Linked DNA regions of Pan troglodytes: region 1 is linked to region 2. Evidence: chromatin contacts called from public Hi-C data. All regions are on one chromosome and are shown on one strand. Each heading gives the region's core, a stretch centred on a gene start, on an enhancer-like site or on the middle of the called end of the contact. The rest is flanking DNA. Distances are from core to core; before and after follow the strand shown.

Region 1 (4,131 bases), core at 796-3,295, 110 kb before region 2:
TTCAGTTTTCTTCCTGATAGCCTAGAAGAAGGAAAAGAATCACAAGGTTGTAGCATTGCCCTGTTTCTGTTAGACAAGAGAAATCCTCTAATGGCAAACCCTTGATGGTGTACAGTTTCCAAAGTCTGGTCCCCGTTGGAGCCTCTCACCTCCCATAGAGTTAAAGAGAGATTTGCCTCAGCAACTGGACCATAGCCATCAATGTCTATTGAAACTCCAAGAATAAGTTTAAATTAAACCAAACATGCAGAAGATGAGAAAATAAGTCTTATTTCTAAAAATAGGAGGCTTCCCCCCCCCCCAACCCCCCAATGGCTGTAGACCTGAGGGCTTTTAGTAAGTAATAATGAACTTTTACAGTAACTGTAATTTGAGTCAGATAGTTTTTCTCTGATTTATGCTACCAGGGTGACTCATGAGGGCACAGCATTTTAGAGGCTCTTTCTGAGACAGAAATGTCTCTGACTTTTGTCAAGTAAGTAATTATTGATGTAGCATGAGGATCTTATAATCTAGAAGAAAAAATTATTTATTTTCATATGCCTATTAATTTTCCATCTGTTGAACTGAAGCCAGGGAGAGATGAATGCACAAAGCTGCTTCACCCTTCTGCTTCCTCCCAGGCTGAGTCTCTACCCCGTGTGTTCCCTCTCGCTCCTGGAGTCCCCAGTCAGCTCTTAGAGGAATCCTTGGGAACCTTGTTCACATGATACTAAATGACAAAACCTTTTTTGACCTTTCCCCCTACAGACAGACCTTCCTCTAGTGTCTTTGTCCAAGGCTGAATGATTGCACTTATTACACTCGAGTGGAATTATTTACTTACATGTCTCTGTCCCTTTCTAGAGAGTGACTTCCTTAGAGCAGGGCCTGGGTGGTCTTGATTTTGTATTTTAGGTAGGACCAAGCACAGCGTCTGAAACACACAGTAAGCCTTTAGTAATTGTGAAAGTGAACTTCTCCACATAACAAAATAGTGCTTTAGAATTTCTTTTCATTATACTGCAGTGATTTTTGTCTTTTTGACTTCAAAGTCACTCGCTCTCAGAATTGAAAAAATGGAAAGAAATGATAGTATTCTTCATCATTCCTTTTATGAGTCTAGTGGACTCTCTAGTCTTCACAAACATAGGACTGATAACTTGTTTTATATTAATATTTTGTTGTATAAATACCTGTATATTTTGTGTTACTGTGTGACAAAACTGAGTCTAAAATATGTGGCTAGAAAATCTAAGAAACCAAGATGAGAATCTTCAATGATTTGTAGATTATGTCATCTTTATATCATCATGGTGTGAGGTGTTTTCTTGGATTGAGTTCCGCTGAGACAGAGATGTATGTTATCTGTTTGGAAGGTGAAAGAAACATTTTAAGGGAAGCGAGATAGGGAAACAATTGGAGCCTAACTTTGCTGGACACTCTGGGAGCCAGTGTAAGGACCAGGCCTCAGTGTTAGCCCACATGGGTCACTTACACATCAGCTTTGGCCAGTTGCTGACTGAGAGGCAGCAGCGGGGTGCGGCATCAATTTCCAGTGCTTTGCCTGCCATGTGGGCCCCATCCGTGCTCATGGTACCGCCCTCCAGCGGAGCGATGGCAGCCAGCTGCCCGTGGAGAGCCCAGCAGCAAGCCCAGAAATAAGGCCCAGGGACTAGGGGTGGGGGCAGGTGGTGTCAGGCAAATTTGTGTGCTTGCTTATTTGATGTTTCAGTCTCAGTCCTTTGAATCGTGAATTATCAAGATAGAGACTATTTGAAACATTTAAGAATTAGAGAAAAATAATAAGCACAGTATTTTCTTCTACTTGAACTGGGGCCGTTCTTCCTTCAAGAGGGAGAAGCTTACGAAAGATTATTCTGCCTGAGGAGACCTCGCCACCCCCTGCTTGAACTTTGGTCCCTGATCAATTCTGCCTTTGAATTCCTCCAATTATTATAAAGTTCTTCCTTATATTGAGTAGAAGTCTGCCTTATGGTGATACGTTGTATTTCTCAGACACGGACCCGGAAGTGGCGCCTTCCAATTCCTCCTCCTCTTCTTTTCTCTTTCGTCAGCAGATGGCGTCTTCCTTCTCTTTTTCTTTCTTTCCTCCCTCCTCTCTCCCCACCCTTGGCAAACATTTGTCACCAGGATGGATGCTGTTAGAAAAACGTCTCCCTGTGACATGTTGTCTTTTCAAAAGGACAAGAAGGAAAGGAGGAAACAGGTTTTCATTGCTTAAGGCACATTAAAACTGGCTGGTTCTCTCTAGCACATTTCTTAGACAAACACCCGTTTTCCTTTAGACTCAGAGCTGATATGTTATTGTAACAGTTAAGTTTGCCTTTACATTTTTATTCATGCTGCCTTGCAGGTAGATGGTTCCTTTTGACTTTTCTCTTTTACGTAGATGGGCACCTTTTGTTAATTTTACCTTTTTAAAATACAAATGTAGGCCAGATGCAGTGGCTCACACCTGTAATCCCAGCACTTTGGGAGACCAAGGTGGGTGGATCACTTGAGGCCAGGAGTTCGAGACCAGCCTGACCAACATGGTGAAACCCCGTCTCTACTAAAAATACAGAAATTATCTGGGCGTGGTGGTGCATGCTTGTAATCCCAGCTACTCGGAAGGCTGAGGCAGGACAATTGCATGAACCCAGGAGGGAGAGGTTACAGTGAGCCGAGATCATGCCACTGCACTCCAGCCTGGGTGACACAGCGAGACTTGTCTCAAAAAAAAAAAAATATTTTCTGGAGAAAAATCTTTTGATGTACAGATAAATAGATTAAAATGGATTTGTACTTAGTTTTGGGAGTAAAACTGATAAGACAGTGATTTGGCCTAATCACTTTGAATGCAGACATCGCTGGACACATAAAGATTTAAAATTGGGCAGAGAAAAAAACTGGGCAATTTTTTTTTCACCTAGATTCTTCCAGTATTATGGGCAGAGAATACATACAACTTAGTGAAAGATTGTTAGTGACTAGAAGGATTTAATTCACATATATTGTAAAACCAGACTGCATGTGGAACAAACTGTGTGTTTGAACTAATTAAGTATTCAAAGAAATATTTAATATTTCTTATTCGCCCACCTTGCCCCCTTTTCTCCTCCTTTCTCAATCAGTAAATATTTACTGGATGTTTCCAGAATGTGAATGTTGCATAAAAAACAAGTATATGAAATTGTCTTTGCTCTCAAGGATAACATAACTGAACGTAATTTATTAGCCCACTTTGCTGCTTTAGGAAGAATACTAAGGTGAGCCCAGTTTAATCTTTAACATATTATTACCTCTCATTTCTGCTTGTTCAAATCCAAGCTGCAACTCAGTGCCATCTTCTTCGTGATTATCTTTACTCCTACCCCTCTCTACCTCCATTCCCCCAAAAAGTGATCTCATACTCCTGTGAACATCCTTAGCATTTATGCACTCTTTTCTTTTTATTATTATTATTATTATTATACTTTAAGTTTTAGGGTACATGTGCACAATGTGCAGGTTAGTTACATATGTATACATGTGCCATGCTGGTGCGCTGCACCCACTAACTCGTCATCTAGCATTAGATATATCTCCCAATGCTATCCCTCCCCTCCCCCCAACCCCACAACAGTCCCCAGAGTGTGATGATCCCCTTCCTGTGTCCATGTGTTCTCATTGTTCAGTTCCCACCTATGAGTGAAAATATGCGGTGTTTGGTTTTTTGTTCTCGCGATAGTTTACTGAGAATGATGATTTCCAATTTCATCCATGTTCCTACAAAGGACATGAACTCATCGTTTTTTATGGCTGCATAGTATTCCATGGTGTATATGTGCCACATTTTCTTAATCCAGTCTATCATTGTTGGACATTTGGGTTGGTTCCAAGTCTTTGCTATTGTGAATAGTTATGCACTCTTTTCTTGGACTTTGCTCTTTCTCCTTTGTCGTATAGTTATATTATAGTTATTGACCTTGGGCTATCTTCATTCCTAACAGTTCTCATTCTAGTACCTTGTATAGAAATGCTGTTCACTAAATGACATATCGAATGGGTATTAAATTTATTATTAAGTGCCTTGGCTCTTAATCGGTCAGGCTTGGATTTCAGTCTCAGCTCTGCCATTTACTATCTCTGTGATTTTGGCCAAGTATT
Region 2 (3,742 bases), core at 806-3,305:
CCCATTTTACAGATAGACAACTGAGGCTGGGGGAAGTTGGAAATGGAGGAGCCAGGATTCAAGTCACAGCAGTCTGGCTCCTGCGCCCAAGCTTTTAATTTGTATCCTATTCACTTTTCATAAATAAATGACTCGTGTTGGAGGTGTTTGTATCCTTGGGGCCACTCAGTTTTATTCAGCCAGCTTTCCTTGGTTGTGGTTTTAATGTGTTAGGGAAGAATGAATGTATTCCCCACAGCTGGGCATCTTTGTGCTGGATCACCTGGCCACAGCTCATGAATAGTGCAGATTATCACACCCCACCCCCATGACTCCAGCAAATGTGCTGTGGGTATAGGAGAGTATGTTCAAAAAAGGCAATTAACAAAGCAACTGTCCCAACTACCAAGAAAAACAAATGTGGCATAACCCATGATAGAACCCTCTTTTTTCCTTATTAGACATGAACAGAAGCTCATTAATGCCGTCCAGTAAGTTCAAGCCGCATAACTTACATACACTGTCAGGACCCAGAAAGAAACCTGTTGTCTTGTGATGTTATTGTTGCTTGGTTGACCTCATAATGTCTTGACAGGGCTCAAGACACCCTTCATGATCTGGTCTTACCTCTCAGGACTCCCCCCATCCTTACCATTGTTTGTTGATCTCTGGTGCAGCCAAATGAAGCCCATCATGCTTGTCCTCTGCCTGGAAGCTCTTCCTTCCCTCTTCCTGGCCAATGGCTACTGTCCCTTCAGAGCACCTGTTCAGATGAAACCTCCACCAGGCAGCCTCTGCTGACTCCTAAGGGCTGGGCTAGGTGCCCCTTGGGTGCTTCCACAGCCCTTTCTGCTTACCCAGTTGTACATGTGTCATACTGTGTTCTGTAATTCCTCTTTTTGTCCATCTTCCCTGGCTTGCATTGACCCCTTAAAAGCCATGATTAGGGCCGGGCGCCGTGGCTCACGCCTGTAATCTCAGCACTTTGGGAGGCCAAGGCAAGTGGATCACAAGGTCAGATCGAGACCATCCTGGCTAACGTGGTGAAACCCCATCTACTAAAAATACTAAAATTAGCTGGGTGTGGTGGCACACGCCTGTAGTCCCAGCTACTCGGGAGGCTGGGGCAGGAGAATTGCTTGAACCCGGGAGGCGGAGGTTGCAGTGAGCAGAGATTGCGCCACTGCACTCCAACCTGGGCAACAGAGTGAGACTCCATCTCAAAATAAAACAAAACCATGATGCCATGATTACGTAGTGTTTACTTTTGGATAAACACCCGGACACATGATAGAGAATAAATGTTTGAGAGAGAGAAATGACCTACTGGGTAACACCAAAAACTAATGTATACCATGTCTAGTGTTTACAGTTTACAAGATGCTTTCACACACGTAACTTCATTTGATCCTCCCGGCAACTCTGCAAAATAGATTTCTGCATCCCTGTTGTACTGACCAGGAAACATCAGCCTGCCCTGATGGCAGGGATGTGGTTAGCAGGTGGAAAGCCAGGACTCAGGCTCAGGTCTTCGAACCCAGATTTTATGCCCTATGTACCGCCATGTGGATATTCTCAAGGCAACTCTCTGAAATATTTCCAGAATCTTTCACAAAAGTCCTGTGTCGTCCTTGTCCTGGCCAACTAGACTCAGAGGGAGGACTGATGGATTTTCATCTCCCTCTTCCCCTTCGTCTTTTCTTCTTAGCATCTTCCTACCCTCCCCACCACCGCGCTTCTCCACCAAAAGTCTGATGCTGGCATGTAATGGACCCTTTCCAAGTTTCAAGGTGTTGACAGTAAATCTTTTGTATTTAGACCGGGCCGGCTGCTTTCCTTTTCTTGTGGGTAGAACTCTGGAAAAGTGGAGGGGGGTGGGTGGGGCTTCAGGTAAAGTACGTCAGCAAATTGGATAAGTCGGATCTTCGTTGTGTTAGTGGGTAAGAGATGAACTGGGGGGAGGGGTGTGTGTTTGGGCAGTGAGCAAGCCAGCAAGAGAATGTGAGTGGGCGGCCAGTTGGTTGGCAAGTGAGAGGCTGTGGAGAGGTTGCTGCTGGGACGGGCTGTGCAATTAAACAGTTGAGCAGATCTTAATAGCAGACTGGGGCGGTGCTCTCCGCAGGCCTGCGGGGAGCAGGGAGCAGGGGAAGCAAGCGAGCTGGAAGCATCTTTGGGCACAGAGCTAGATACGAATTTCATAAGCACATAACCTGAGGAATAGAATGCAACCAGAGGAGGGAGAAATAGAGATTCCAGGCAGCGTTTCCTAAACTTAAAAAGTTTTGAATACCCAGTTTTGCCTTGTTCTGGGGACCTCTGGCAATGTTGTTCAAGGGAGGAATTTTTAATTTCATAGAAAAGTGAATTTTACCACCACAAGAGAACATGAGACCAAGGTCATAAATCCCTTTGTTTGGAGTGTCCGTTCTGAACTCCTTTTGTACTTTTATTTGCAGGAAGAGGCTATACCAGCAAGTATTATGGTTTTACTGGGTGGGGCGGCAAGGCCAGGAAGAGATGGAGATGCTGTTAAAGGTCCTTGCTCCAGAACATTCAGAGATCAGAGGAACTCAAGAGGTCAAAGTAGGCTGATGTCATTGTTCATCCATTTATTCAGCAAACCTTTCTTGAACACCTACTGTGTGCCAGGCACTGGTTGGCAGTGAGGTGAAGACGATAGTGATGAAAACACAGGCATGGTCTCTGTCATCATGGAACCTAAGTAAACACATACCAAAAAAAATGGCCCAAGAAAAATCATCCCTGAGGGGAAGGCACTCAGATGAAAAGGACCTTCTTCCCAGTGGTCCCCTGAGGAGGTGATTTCCAAGGTCTCAGCTAAGAGATGAGCAGGAATGTGTGGGTGCAGGGGGTAGGGGTGAGAGCTCTCGGCATAGAGAGAGCAGCACATTTCAAAGGCCCTGGAGTGGGGAAGGAGGTGGCAGGTGCAGCTGTGTGGTGGCTACTTCCACTTCAGAAGTCTTCTGGAATGTCTTTTTTTTTTTTTTTTTTTGAGAGCTCTGTTGCCCAGGCTGGAGTGCAGTAGCACGATCTCGACTCACTGCAACCTCTGCCTCCCGGGTTCAAGCAATTCTCCTGCCACAGTTTCCCAAGTAGCTGAGATTATAGGTGCAAGCCACCATGCCTCGCTGATTATTACATTTTTAGTAGAGACGGGGTTTTACCATGTTGGCCAGGCTGGTCTCGAACTCTGTCTCCTGGAACCTCTTGATGAGCCCCTGTGAGGTTCCCCAGCCCAGGGCATCCCCCCAGGTATTCAGGAGAGACCCGTCCCCAAGAGACTGCCTGCCACTTCCTCTTCCTGTGAATGTCACTGTGAGGGGAATAAATAAGGATAGACCAGAAAAGCAAATTGTAAGAAATTTGAAACCAGTTGTCAGTTTTCAGGTGCCCAGGAGCATGACAATATGCCCGAGGGACCATAACAGGACTTGACATGGAGCTGGGTCTAAAGCAGATGACCTGGTGGCTGCAGTGTGTTCCACACAGGCGAGCACTGTGAGGCCAAAGGACTGGTGTTGAGCAGAATGAAAAAGCACAGTGTTGGTTAATCCTGAAAAGTGAAGCCTGCAAGAAATGAACTTCGACCTTGGAGTGGGGGTGGGACAGGGCCTAGAAGGAAGAGAGGCTCGGAAGTGTGTTGTGTAAACGTGGTTCTGTTTTGTCTAATCTTTTACTACCTGTAGGGACAGGTGGATGCAGTGGAGCTGCTGGCAGGAAAGGTGGAGTTTTTTCAAGGTCA

The links. A called contact is a pair of places that touch in the nucleus more often than the background predicts.
Region 1: a contact with region 2 is called in a Hi-C map of stem cell-derived neural progenitor cells, with 4 times the contacts expected there. The contact joins two enhancer-like sites. A contact is called at or near these places in 2 of 7 Hi-C or Micro-C datasets (induced pluripotent stem cells and stem cell-derived neural progenitor cells) and 1 of 1 other capture datasets (stem cell-derived neural stem cells).

Annotation. Positions count from the first base shown.
Region 1 is chr6:146,369,180-146,373,310 of NHGRI_mPanTro3-v2.0_pri, reverse strand. All of the region lies in intron 3 of LOC735584 (a long non-coding RNA gene), which reads left to right. Among named protein-coding and RNA genes, the nearest start is that of MKLN1, 100 kb to the left of the region's middle. Within about 2 kb of position 2,045, at least 6 of the 24 cell types and tissues checked have an H3K27ac peak or open chromatin away from gene starts, as enhancers often do. A contact at or near this core is called in stem cell-derived neural progenitor cells, where this site is marked.
Region 2 is chr6:146,263,879-146,267,620 of NHGRI_mPanTro3-v2.0_pri, reverse strand. LOC134810475 (a long non-coding RNA gene) reads right to left here. Exons shown (of 5, transcript XR_010158680.1): 5 at 1-3,742. The region is part of intron 7 of LOC735584 (a long non-coding RNA gene); the gene reads left to right. Among named protein-coding and RNA genes, the nearest start is that of MIR29B-1, 24 kb to the right of the region's middle. Within about 2 kb of position 2,055, at least 6 of the 24 cell types and tissues checked have an H3K27ac peak or open chromatin away from gene starts, as enhancers often do. A contact at or near this core is called in stem cell-derived neural progenitor cells, where this site is marked.